Regions from separate parts of the Siniperca chuatsi genome. Here region 1 is linked to region 2. The links are chromatin contacts, called in public Hi-C maps. All regions are on one chromosome and are shown on one strand. Each heading gives the region's core, a stretch centred on a gene start, on an enhancer-like site or on the middle of the called end of the contact. The rest is flanking DNA. Distances are from core to core; before and after follow the strand shown. Region 1 overlaps shroom1 (protein Shroom1). Region 2 holds the start of aff4 (AF4/FMR2 family member 4).

Region 1 (6,062 bases), core at 3,461-5,960, 62 kb before region 2:
CTTTCTCCAAAATGTTGGTCTTTTGCATACTTTAGGAATTCCAGCAGGCTGCAGGGAACAACATGAGTTTCTTTCTAACCCTTCAGCCCTGCGTCAGCACAAAGGCCCAAAACAAACATACGTTTGTTTAGCAAACTGAAACGGGCAGAGTAATAAATCTCCAGAGAAATGCTTTAGGGGTGGTGGTGGAGGTGGTGAAACTGTTTAGCAAAAAACATGACAATACCTTTCAGCATGGAAGGGTTTCCAGTTTCTGAGAAAAACCTGCTTTTAGTTGTTCACTTATCCACTTTTTTGACATTTTGAGTTAGTGAATGCATTTATTTATGTGTGTGGAGGCTGTTCGATGATGCTCTGCCTCTTTGTGGTCAATATTACATAAAAATCATATACACAACAGTCGACCCAGACACTGGATCCGTTTTTTCAGTACAGCCAACAGGTATAATTTCCTGAGGGATGATAACATTTTGATCACTTTATGACTTCATAGGAGTTTTGTTGAAAACGTGCACGGCAAACACCGAGAGGAGTTCTGTCTTTCTGCTCAACAACTAATCTCTACACGCACAAAATTAAGACATTCAAGATTTCAAGCATACACACACACGCTGCACATATTCTGACGTAGAGCAACAGCTCTCCGATGTGTCTGGTTAAAGATTCACTAAAAAGAAATTAATACAACTATAAAAACTAATGACAAATATTAATGTAGAATCACAGATGTAGTTTTTAAAATGTGAGATTCTTTAAAAAATAGGGGGAAAGTCATGTGATTCAAGAGTGTGTTTTAATTCAGGGCTATCAAGAAGAGCTTTTAAACTAAAGCTGTGCAAGTTTAAATAAACTTAAAGGCTACAAGTGTCTAAAAGGGGCTACGCTGTGGAGGTAGAGAATAGAAAATTAGTTTAAGATACCTGAAGTGAAGATTGTGGACTTTCCTCTTTTAAAAAAAGTATTTCAAGTAAGGGACAAAGGGACATTGGGAGAAAATACTCAGTGATATAATTGTTGCTTACTAATAATCTGCTTTAAAGAGGTTTAGCACCTCCGTATGAGGAACCGTTCCAGCATGAAATCATCAAGACTTAATAACGTTAAGTATGAAATTAGCTGGAAAAGTATTTGTACACAATCCTTAATGTTTCTGGGTGTGCTCATGTACCTTTTGAAAAACATTATTTCAACATTCCTATTTAATATTAATGACAAAAGTAGTAAAATATTGTTTAAATGGATGGAGTAAGGCTTTCACTTGAGATTATTTTGAAAACAAATCTGATCTGAAGAAATGTGCATTTATGTATCATTACAAAGTGCTTTTTTCATTCACCCTTTTGGTTTTAAGTGCCTTAATTTGAAATACATTTAAAAATAAGAACATAAAAAAAGATTAAATCTACTATATCTATTGTACATTTTACTGACATGATACAGTACACCGCCCCCTCTCAGGCTACTCTCTTTCACTGGTCAAAATACAATCTTAAAGCTTATAATAGGTTTCCACAGGTGCAGATACGGGGCTGTAGCACTACAATCTTAATAATAAGTGAAGGACAGTTGCTGAATTGCTAACAGGGGACGCAAGGTTTCCACCCAACAGCTCTAATGGAAAACCACAGCAACACCAATAGCAAGGCACACAGAAAAACAGTTCAGTCCTCAACGGCCACATGTACAACATATTGGGAAAAGCCTTCAAATGCACATTGCAGATTTTGTAGACTGAGAATGACAATGGGCGGAGATTGGGTGAGCATTCTGGACACCCTCAGTAGATGACAAAACGGCAAGGAGCTTCAGTCTCAACAGTCTTTATTGATCATCTCATGTATGGCCTATAGTTATGAGAGGAGAGCAGATGGCATGATGGGTTCTCCCCAGTAGCCAAACTCTTTTTAAAAGACAAAAGAAAGTCATGAAAGGGTGCAAAGGGTTGGAGATACCAGCTGGACCACTTATAATCCATGCCTTATGTGTCTATGTGGCAAACTGAGCCAGAAAAAGTACAGCCAAAACTCTCTACATGTCTTCTTCTTCTTCTTTTGTTTTTTTTAACAAGCCATCCCTCCTTCAAGGCAAGTCAAGAAAGAAGAAATCAGTGCTTTCGTTGCTCCTCCCTTCACAGATTCAGGCTGTTGGACAGGGCCTCCAGCTGCTCCTCTCCCAGCCTCTGCTTCTCCTCCAGGTCCTTCTGCCGGATGAGCAGCGAGGCCTTGGTCTGGACGAAGCGGCGGTAGTCCTGCAGCTGCTCGGCGGACAGCTGACGCGTCAGGAAGGTGGAGACCAGCTTCTCTCTCCGGTCCAGGTTATCCTTCAGATCTTTGGCGTCCTCCCTCTGTTTGCACAGCAGACGGTGGCGACTGTCCAGAGATTGCTGAGTGCAGAGACAGAGACAGGTTACATTTCCTTTCTATCTTACATGGGATTGCTGGGGACTAAGAAATATTTGTTAGGTCTGAAATTTTAACTTTATTCTGGTGTTGAATTCATGCCTTGCAGAGCATTAGACCCATGCTCATAATATGAAATGCATAAGTAAATATCCTGCTGTAAGCACACTCATACAAACACAGAATTTGAGAGGACTTGCTGATTGAAAATCAGAAAATTAATCACGTCAAAAAGCTTGATTTTCTAACCACGTAATATTTTGGGATATATTTGTTGGTTTAATTAAAAGGTAATATCTCGTTCGATGTAATAGAGAGCTGTGAAAGTTGTGTGACCATGTTTCAAACAGCCAGAGGACAGGAGGTGCAGTGTTTCCTTATGTCAACAGAGGGCAGGGTAGGTACAAATGTCACCGAAACCGGGCTAGAGTTTCGGTGAGTCAGTGTAAATACCAGTGTTGCTGATAACAGCAAGAAAACAAATGAGCCTCTAACAAGTCCTCAGTATGCACCACGTTCAGCTGGGCTTTTGCAGATGTACAGACTAACAAGGAGCCCTTTCAGGGATAAATCTAGAATTCTTATGCGTCCATGCAAACATAAATTGATGCTGTAAATACTGGGCAGCATGATGAAACAGGATATTCAGAGGGAAAACAAAGCAAAGCACAGAGCTGAAGTCAGATCTGGTAACACCACTCATGATAATATTTGAGACCAAGTCCTTGACTGTAATTCAGAATGAAGTAAATCGTATATATTTGAAATAAAGACCTAAATGTAGCTACCTCAGATGCAGCATGATGAAATTCAAGTAATTATTTCTCAGTCTATCAAACCAAAAAGTCCAGTCAAACTGCAGTATATCAAAAATAATCTTCAAATGTCTGATAAACCATTTGGCTCAAACACAAATAAGCTAAAAATTGGCAATCAAACACAGATAAACCCAACAACATTTTTTGAATTCCACACAGTGAGAAACCTTGACCCCATTAAAGTCGCCCTTCAACTTTTCACAAGTGACATGTTTGCTGTTCTAAAGTAAGCAGAACAAGAGTATTGCTGAGGGCATGGGAGCAGCCACACACTTCTAACACTCATGGTCATCTTTTCGCCAGAAGCTCTAAATGCGCTGCAGTAAATCATGAGATCCGCAAGGCGACATGAGATAATATTACCCCCAGAGCACTCGCTTTTACCCGCATGTATTAGTATGTGTAAACAACTCCAGGGGGAAAAGACAGGAGCATAAAAGGGATCAGTACATCAGTAGATTTTTATCACATCTTATCTGACTGAATATGCCTTAGATTCATTCACAATATTAGTGCTCTCTACTGAGAAAGAGGCACAGAAACAAAGGGCAGCATGGATGCATTTAGATTAGATTTATACAATTTTGATTCATAGTTTGATGTTTTGGCTCCATGATTTTAATTAGTTGACGTGATGTGAGATGTGAATAATTACAATCTATTTGAGAACTGGCTGCTATAAACACAACACACATAAGACAAAGACAAACAAAAAGCAAAAATGCATGAAAGGATTATGTGAGTGTGGTTATTTCTTGCATTAAAAAAAGGTTTCGGAGGGTAATTGAACGCACCAACAAGGAAAGTTTTCAAAACAGTCCCCGCAGGCAAGTGTATTACCATCAGACAATTATGCAACTTTGACAAACAAAAACAAAAAGCAATATATTCTTATTCATATATATTACTCATCCAGGGCAACTTTCAAGTTTTTGCATGATGGTTTTCATAGCATACAGAAATTAATAAAGAAGAAAATGCTCTTGTGACAGAACCTCAAAACTTACATTTATGAACCTATTGATCTCCAAAGAAAGGGGCTGAAACAAAAACAAATGTTTTGGTTCCTCACCTTCTCCTCAGCATCTGTGTGTTCGTCCACGGTGCTCAGGGCGTTCTGTACCCTGGCCAGCCGAGCAGAGAGGCACAGCAGCAGGTTGACCACCCTCTCCAGGTCTCCTATGAACAGGTTGTACCTCTCCAGCTCCACGGGCAGACATTGCTCACGGACCAGTACCTCCAGGGCCTTCCCGTGGGCAACGTTCTCCTGAATCTCTGTCTGGAGGGCTCCACGCGTGTCTTCCAGAGAACGCAGACGCGCCTCGATATAAGACACTAACAGACACTGTTAATTCAAGCAGAGAAGGTAATGTGTGAGATGTTAGGCAATGATGTTACAGGACAGATACACATGGTGAAACGGGGCCAAATTATAGATTGCCAACCAATCAATATATTCATTTCACATTTGCTATCATAGGATCATGGATAAAGGTATATTGTTATAAGAGTGAATGTGGAAGGCAGTCAGGAAGAGGGGAAGGCTATGCGCTAAGCCAAACATTAGGCAAGCAGGAGACACTGATAAGAGGTAGACAGTACATCATGTGATAAGAGAGACAGAACTATCTCAGTCTGAAATGAGTCCACTTGAGGCCAAATAGCAGTGAGATGGTATCAATATGAAATCACTACAGAGTTTCTGATCTAAAAAGAAAAACAGAACAAGACCACCGTTCAAAAGTCATGTTTGTTCTGCTGTCCTGTCTGGTTTCGTGTCATCTTTAATGTACATGCAACAAAGCTGTGACGATTTTAGACATCATATATTGTCTTGTTCTCAGTAAAGTTGTAAATTTTTGGTTACACATTGGTCTCATTTTGTTTTGGTGTGGCAACGGTTTATTTCTGTTTTGACTGTGAACGATCACTTCCACGTCTAAAATGATTAAAATATTCACATTACTTGCTGTGAGGTACTTTGGACAAAAACCATCCACTATTTTGCATAAATGAATAATTACCTTCTTCTTAGTTACGTCAGCTTTGCTCTGCAGGTCTGTACTCTGAGGTTTAAGGCTGTCAGGAGCAGAAAGACAAGGAGATGGTTCAGCCCCTTCGACCGTTTCAGCACTAGAAAAAGAAACATGTGGTTAAATCAAGCTAGCTTCCTTGATGATTCCTGTCATCACAATTCAGCATAGAAATGCTGAAATTGAATTCCAGTTGCAGCTGTGCCACCTATAGTGTTTTCACATTGCCTATACTCTGAGCAAGGCCCCACTGTTATTTACCTATTTCAAAACACTGAAATGCAACTGCACATTCTCTCTATGTATCTGAAGTGTGCTAACACCAGCAGAAATCTGAGTGCATGCACAGCAGTGAGCAGATAGCCAGGTGTGTCTGTGCATGTGATGCAACAAAAGGTAACACAGCACCGGTGGAGCTCAGTTCTTTGGCCATTGAACCGGTATCAAGTTTCAGAGAGAAACATTAAACTAGGAACTAATTAACTTGTGAGTGAGATGGATTATTCTTTCCATCTACACAGCTGTGTATATACAAGATAAAGGGTTATGTAGCCACCTGAAAGGATGGAAAGTCAAGGATTTGGGAAATTTAGAAAACAAGTCTAATTATCATTATTTTTCACAAATTTTTGTCATATTCATCATTTCAGAATAAGTCTTCTCAGGAGTGTGTTGTCTTCTCTAACTCATGCAGTAAAATACTCTCAAAAGGCCAGTAAAATTTCCATTCTCGGTTAGTGGAAACTAGTTGGTGTTTATTTATGACTACCAGAGCTTGGTTTAACCTCTAAGTGTTATGTTCCAGGACATTA
Region 2 (6,791 bases), core at 556-3,055:
CTTGCTGAGACTGAGCTTATATCCATTAGTGTATTCAGAAAATTATATTTACTTGGCAATTTCTTTTACAGCGTAATGCCTTAATCTGGTAAATACTGCGGTTAGTCTAAAAGAGTAGGAAGATGTTTTCTCCGTCTTAATTAAACATCACTCCTCTATGTCCACATGAAAATAAAACACTCTTGGACTAACACTTCAACGCACAGTATACTTCATAAACAACTGCAAAGACAACTCAAACAGCCTAAACCTCCATCTACCACTTGACTGTGGATGTTGTGCCAGTTCACAGCTGCATGCCATAAATGAGTTCATGACCTTAGGCCTCCCCCACCATTGTGTGCCAAACAAGATAAACAAGTTGATTGCTCTATCCTTGTCTCCATGTGCCAATGGTATAATACTGCTAGATATATACACATGTAACCAGTGATGGTCCTAACTGTTGAGAGTTCCTCTGGACTTATGATGTATTGGCCCTTCCCCCAACTGTGGCACGTAAAATGGCTTCCTAGAAAAGCATATCAGCTGTCCTTTTGCTAGACAAATAGGCTATCCTGTTGTCTTTCTACGCAATAGTAATTTAGAGTCATTATGATTTTGACTTAAAACAACTAGGATTGGCCAAGGGTAATGTGATATAATAAATACAGGATACGATGTGCGGAGGCTACAGGACAACAAACCAAAAGTTTTTGTTAGTCACTGTGAGGAAACCCTGACGACTGTTTTGGGCCTAGGATTAGTTAAAGTGTGCTCTTCACGGTAGAGAAACTGCAAGCAAGTAAAATAATTGTTGCTCGTATTTAAATTATCCATCTTTAAGAGATCATCTATAATTCACGGATCTGAATTGGGTAATATTTATTTGCATGCAAAATAAACTGTGAGCGGCTTCTGTTCATCATTTGTACTTAAGGTGAATATCAAATAATTATCTCCTTGTCGATAACATAAATTAGTAGTAGTTAGCAAACTAAGGCGTGTAAGTTATGTCAACCATGAGAGAAAACACAAACATTAGACGTCATGACCTGTAAGCTAACACCACACGAACCAAAACATGATCCCTATCACTACGATGTTTGTCTTACTTTTCGGAGAACGGAAAGCCACCGAACGAATAAAAGTAACATTTAGCGTTATCATCATTTCAACAATTAATGTTTGCAGTCATCAGAACCCAAAAGTAGCTACAAGGTCTACCCATTTAGCAAGAGGCTAACGCGCTACCTACAGGACCTACCTGCATCTTTGCTTTAGCATAATGTTAGCTAGCCAAATCTGCTAGTAGCGGCTTGAGGCTAGGCTACCTAGCTATGAAACCATTGAAATTTTCTGAGGAATTTTAAATTAACATTCACTCCAAATGTCAGATAACAAACAAGTACAGTTAATCATCAAATAACGTTTTTTGTGATATTCAGCATCCTTACCTCTTGTCTTCTTTTTAGGCCCAAACCATTCTAGGTATTGGAAAGCTCTTTTCTCTTTGTCTTTTCCACTTCCAGTTACACGCAAAATGGACTCAGCAAAACGCTTAACAGCTAAAGTACTAAAACCAAATGAATGGTCTCCATCTTTTTTTTAAATCGCAACTGTACATCGAGCGGAAAACAAAATAAAATCATTTTGTCTCTCGTTCATTCTGTTATTCCTGAACAGAAGTGACTGATAGGTAAGTCTGCTAGCTAAGTTAAGTAGCCAGCAGGTACCACAGACAGGACTGGATGCATGGATGGCAGCAAGCGGTGCTGCCTTCAGTTGCTGTCGGAAATATCTTAAACCAACCACCTAACCAAGTAAACATGATAGGGAAGTTATTCTTTTGTAAACGCGACAGGCAAAGTAGATGCTTTTTGGATCAATATTGACGATGGACCATTTGAAAATACCACTGTCTAGCTTTCAGATGGTATACACAACTTGAGAGAAACTGTTATTTTGACAGCGGACATATTGTCAGCTTACCGATACGGAAACTGAGTCAAATACAGTAAACCAGTAACAGCGCGGCCATTTATTAATGATTTTGTTAATTCCCACATGTTATGAATGCAACAATGCTGTGACGCACGGGCTGCTCAGACTCAGACGTTCAGGACGGATGGCATGCAAAGCGTTTCATTGTTACCTGCTGTTGATTGATATCCAATTTAAATATACAACTGGACTTCTAAATTCAGTTGTCACGCGTCTTTTGGCTAATGTATAAATTAAAATTTACTGTAAATTCAGTTACACACAAGATAATGTATTTTTCTCCCATCCATTGATGGTAACTTTGTTGTGCTTCTTTTCTGCCATCAACTTCAGACCTTTTGGGTACTTTAATGTTCACTCAGAAATTCTGTAAGTGCTTATAAGCACCAACAGACCTGCTCATTAATGGCTTTCAGGCACACTTGACACAATTGGTTAAAAAGGTTATAACAAACCTTTTGAGATCTTGACATATGACTGATTAATTAGTTTATACTGGATACTTTAGAGCTAATTTCTTCAAGGAAAGCAAGCAAATAAGAATTGCTCTGACAAAAATCAATAAACTATCCCCCCAAAAGATTAGTAGTGTTCATCAAGAACATTCGGAAATATAGATTTCTGCAATTCTAGCCACTGACACACACAAACAAATCTTTGGACTTCAAGATACTCAAGCTGCACACATGCAACACATACTTTGATGACTAGGCTGTGGCATTATGGGCAGTTTTGTGGTCTGCCACACCCAAATTTGTCATGATCATCTAGGGTCTGGTGGTTCAAGAAGCAACATACAAAACTTATGATTGCAAAAAACAAAACATTTAACACTTTAAATGTATATTATCCTAGCAGGCAACAGCACATCTACCAACATTGACTGGCACAGAGATGCTGTTTTTTTGAAAATATCCCATTTGTAAATTAGTTAACAAAAAGACAATTTATTACCATTTTATTCTCAAATTCATATTTGTAAAGTCATTATAATGTCTCTCATTAGCAAAATAAAACCTTGTACAATAGCAAATATGCAAGAGCCTTAAAAACAAAGTTTTTTTTTTTTACAGTGAAACAAGCAACTGCAATTTCATAGCAACAAGACCATCTAAGTTTAAACTAATTCAAAATTTAAGAAACAGAACTTTTATTCAGTATCCTTTAAAATGTTTCATATCAATGTCTTTTCTATACTAGATATGGCATTGCTTTATTAAGGTTGTGAGCTGTACATGTTTGACTAAAAATATACTTTAGTACAAAACCACAAATTCAACATGAATATGCACATTAGGTTCCTCAGATATTTAAAACTGATATCCTCAGTAGACCTACAAACTTGAGAAAATATCACATTAATAGAAGTAACAGGGGAAATGTTTTGAAAACAGAACATGACACAATGGCCAACCCAAAATAATTTCTTCTTTCTAATCTCCATTTCTTTAGTGGAGGAGCAGTATGCAACTAAGATTTACAGCCCTAAAGTTGTCCTATCCATTCAGATCCAACAAACTACAATGTGATAGAGGAAAACAACTGCGAACAGCTAAAATTTACTTAGGGACATAAACAACAACAATAAAACCCACTTATTCCAACGTATTTATTTATTTCTTCTTTTTCTTCTTCTTTGGAGGTCCTTGATCTGAATCACTGCTGCTTCCTGAGTCTGAGCTATCCGAGGACGAAGAGGAGGAGGAGGAAGAGGAAGATGAGGAAGAGCTGTCATCGTCGCTGTCACTGCTGCTGTCGCTGTCATCTGAAGAGGAGCTGGAGGAGTCGCTGCTGTCTGACGATGAGTCACTTGAGGAGCCGCCTGAATCACTGCTGCTGTCGCTGGAGTCTTTAGCCCTGAGAGCAAGTGGCAGAGTACAAAGGAAAAACATGAATACAGAAAACAGAACAGCGTGTATTGTTATCAAGGCCTCACACGCTGTACCTGTTACAGTCTGGCTATTGGCCACTTTGCGGAGGAGATGAGAAGAAACAAAATGAGCTGTGAGTTTGAACTGCTTTTTACCTGGTTCACTGTTCTTCAGTAACACTGACATGCACTGTTTACCTACTTTGAAAGTGAAATGACATCTACGATTGCAGTGCCAGTCTGCAAGGTTTTTGTTTGGTTGTTTTACTTAAACTGAGAATATTGGGGCAAACTGGGAACATTACTTGCACAGGTATTATCTTTTCTTTGGATGTTGTATAGACCAGTGTAGTCCCGCCAAAGGAAGAGCAATCAGATTACTCTGCTCCTCAGGGCTTCATCAGTGTCTTTTATGAGGACAGAGCGACAGTCATTGATGTGATATCTCACCCATCACTTCCTCACAGTCACCAGCCTCTGACATCTCTTGATTAGGTTCAGATTCGATTTTTTTAGATGTAACTGTACTGTCATTGCACAGAGTACAGGCACTGAGACAACCAAATACAGTTTGGCATCTAACCAGAAGTGCAAACGCAGCAAAGTACAGAGTAATGTGCATATGTGTAGAATAAACAGTAAGGGGTAGATATGAATACGCTTAGATATATACAGTATGAACAAAAAGATATACAGTGCAGGTATAAGTACAAGTAATGCAATAGTGAGACATTATATACAGAATAAACAGCTGGGGGTATGATATAATATGGTGTATACACTATAGATCAGTTATATGAGGTATAGACAGTAGTATAAATATGAATACACTGTAAGGAATATACTTTATTGTATATACTTTCTGTTATGCTGGTTTTTGCACATTACCATACCACTACATTTTGTATAATATATGTATATAACTGTATATTGTTTTTATATTTATTTTTATTCTAACTATTTGTCTATGTTCTGTGTGTGTAGCGTAAAGAGGGCTACAACATTCATTTCATTGTGCAACCCTGTGTTGTATAGTTACTATTAAATGAACCTTGAACAATAGATCAGATATATGCAGTATTGTCGTATAAATATGAATACACTATAGGTCAGGTATACACAGTAAGGACAGTAGTATAAATATGTATGGGTATGTGAAAGCTTATATATAGCACAGGTAAGTGTATGTACAGTAGTGTGACAGTAGTAAGTATGGCATCTGCCCTTCCCACAAACAGACAAGCATGGCCTGCCACTTTAAAACAAATACAACTACACATGACACAACACCAGAATATACTTGGAACCAAACTAAATAAATGGGTGTTATATGTAAACCAAAACCTGTTTGGTTACATTATTGTGACATTTTTGTAGTCGAAAGCCACAAGTCAACCTATGTCAACCTGTGATAATGCAAGTCAATGGTTTCCAGTTTGGTCAGTGGTGTGTGGAGTGAAACTAAAGTTGAACAGACCTTTTGTCACAGCAGAAATTATGACTTGGCAAACACAGGTGTGGCTAATAACTTTATTAATTGCTGCATAGCACTGCAATAACCACTGGAATGGAGCCATCGTTAAGCTTATTAGTTCCACCTGTGCTTTTCCTGCTACGACAAGTCAAAAAATGTCTGCTGTGAAAAAGGTCTACGAATCTGATTCATTTGGGAATGACAAAGAAACACGGGTAAAGTGTGTGCGTGTGTGTCTGTGTTTGTGTGTGTGGGGGGGGTAACCAGTGCTTAAAAGTATAGGCCTTTTCCAGAAGACATATTGACACGTTTATCAACAGTAACCTACCTTTTGAAAAGCAAAACAAAAAAATTCAAAAGAAAAATTAAGCATGACCTAGCAAATTTTAAACGATTAACATCAACACACATGACCTTTTGAAAAAAGTACAAACAGTACATCAGTACAGCCACATTATGCTTTTAAGTACTGGATTAGAAACACCATTGCAATATGATTAAATAGTAGAATCTTGTGACATATGAAAGCATTTACTACTGCGGGTCTTAAACTGTAGTGGTTCATAGTGGTCAAGAGCCTCCACTAGAGGGAACCGTTACGTCAACAATGTTCAGATAGACTTCTACAGTCAGGGCTTTGTTTATGGATAGTAGATTATGACCTCCTTTGCAGCATTACTGTCCCACTATTGTTTCAGAGGAGGGGCTCTGCCACACCACTTCATCACAATGCCATCCTGACACATTCCTTCCAAAGCAGATTTTCACGCCAATTCAAACTTGAATTCACGCGACTATGACTCTCACACAACTTCCATGTGACTCCCAACAACTCACATGTGACCGTATCGACCCCCGCGTGACAATGTGTGAATGACCCAAACAAATTGAAATTCCCAGGGACTCCCCACCAGTCAGCTGAACCGAAGAAGCCTCTTGGATGAGTGGTATAATAACTTCAAGACTAAAACATTCAATGTAGTTGCTTCCAAACAAAATTCCATTGCTGGTTATATAAATGTAAGATGCATTAAAGGATTTTTCCTGAAATAGCTAACTGGCCTAGGTAAGAAAAGAATTGTTAAAGCCTTCATGTATCTGTTTAGTTTTTTACTTTTATACCACTTTGTATGACTACTATTACTTACTTGCTAATAAACATGTGTAAATAAATGTTTTATTTATATTAAAATGTAGTGGATTACTACAGTTTCAAAATGGTTCAGAATTATTGAAACTTTTTTATACAACCTAAAATGTACAGTCACCAAAAATTAAGTATAAGTATCATTTGGCCAAAGAGGCAAAAAGAACTATATATTATTTAAGTATTTTAAAGTATATTGTACATAAAGTGTGCACCCCTAGTAACTGTTTCACATCAAAACATATATTGCTTGGAGCCACAACATCCAACACTGTCATAATATGGTTTAATGTACATCTTACTTACTTCTTTTTAAT

Evidence for each region. A called contact is a pair of places that touch in the nucleus more often than the background predicts.
Region 1: a Hi-C map of liver shows a contact between it and region 2, with 2.7 times the contacts expected there. The contact joins the enhancer-like site here to the promoter of aff4 in region 2. A contact is called at or near these places in 2 of 3 Hi-C or Micro-C datasets (liver and skeletal muscle).

The regions. Positions count from the first base shown.
Region 1 is chrLG14:18,550,204-18,556,265 of ASM2008510v1, reverse strand. shroom1 (protein Shroom1) reads right to left here. Exons shown (of 10, transcript XM_044223582.1): 8 at 5,242-5,296; 9 at 4,290-4,562; 10 at 1-2,383. The coding sequence ends at 2,129. Among protein-coding and RNA genes, the nearest start is that of LOC122888701, 9.9 kb to the left of the region's middle. Within about 2 kb of position 4,710, the one cell type or tissue checked has an H3K27ac peak away from gene starts, as active enhancers do. A contact at or near this core is called in liver, where this site is marked.
Region 2 is chrLG14:18,484,422-18,491,212 of ASM2008510v1, reverse strand. It overlaps aff4 (AF4/FMR2 family member 4), which reads right to left and starts at 1,805. Exons shown (of 22, transcript XM_044223586.1): 1 at 1,437-1,805. It overlaps zcchc10 (zinc finger CCHC domain-containing protein 10), which reads right to left. Exons shown (of 4, transcript XM_044223592.1): 3 at 6,781-6,791; 4 at 2,925-3,840. The coding sequence ends at 3,597.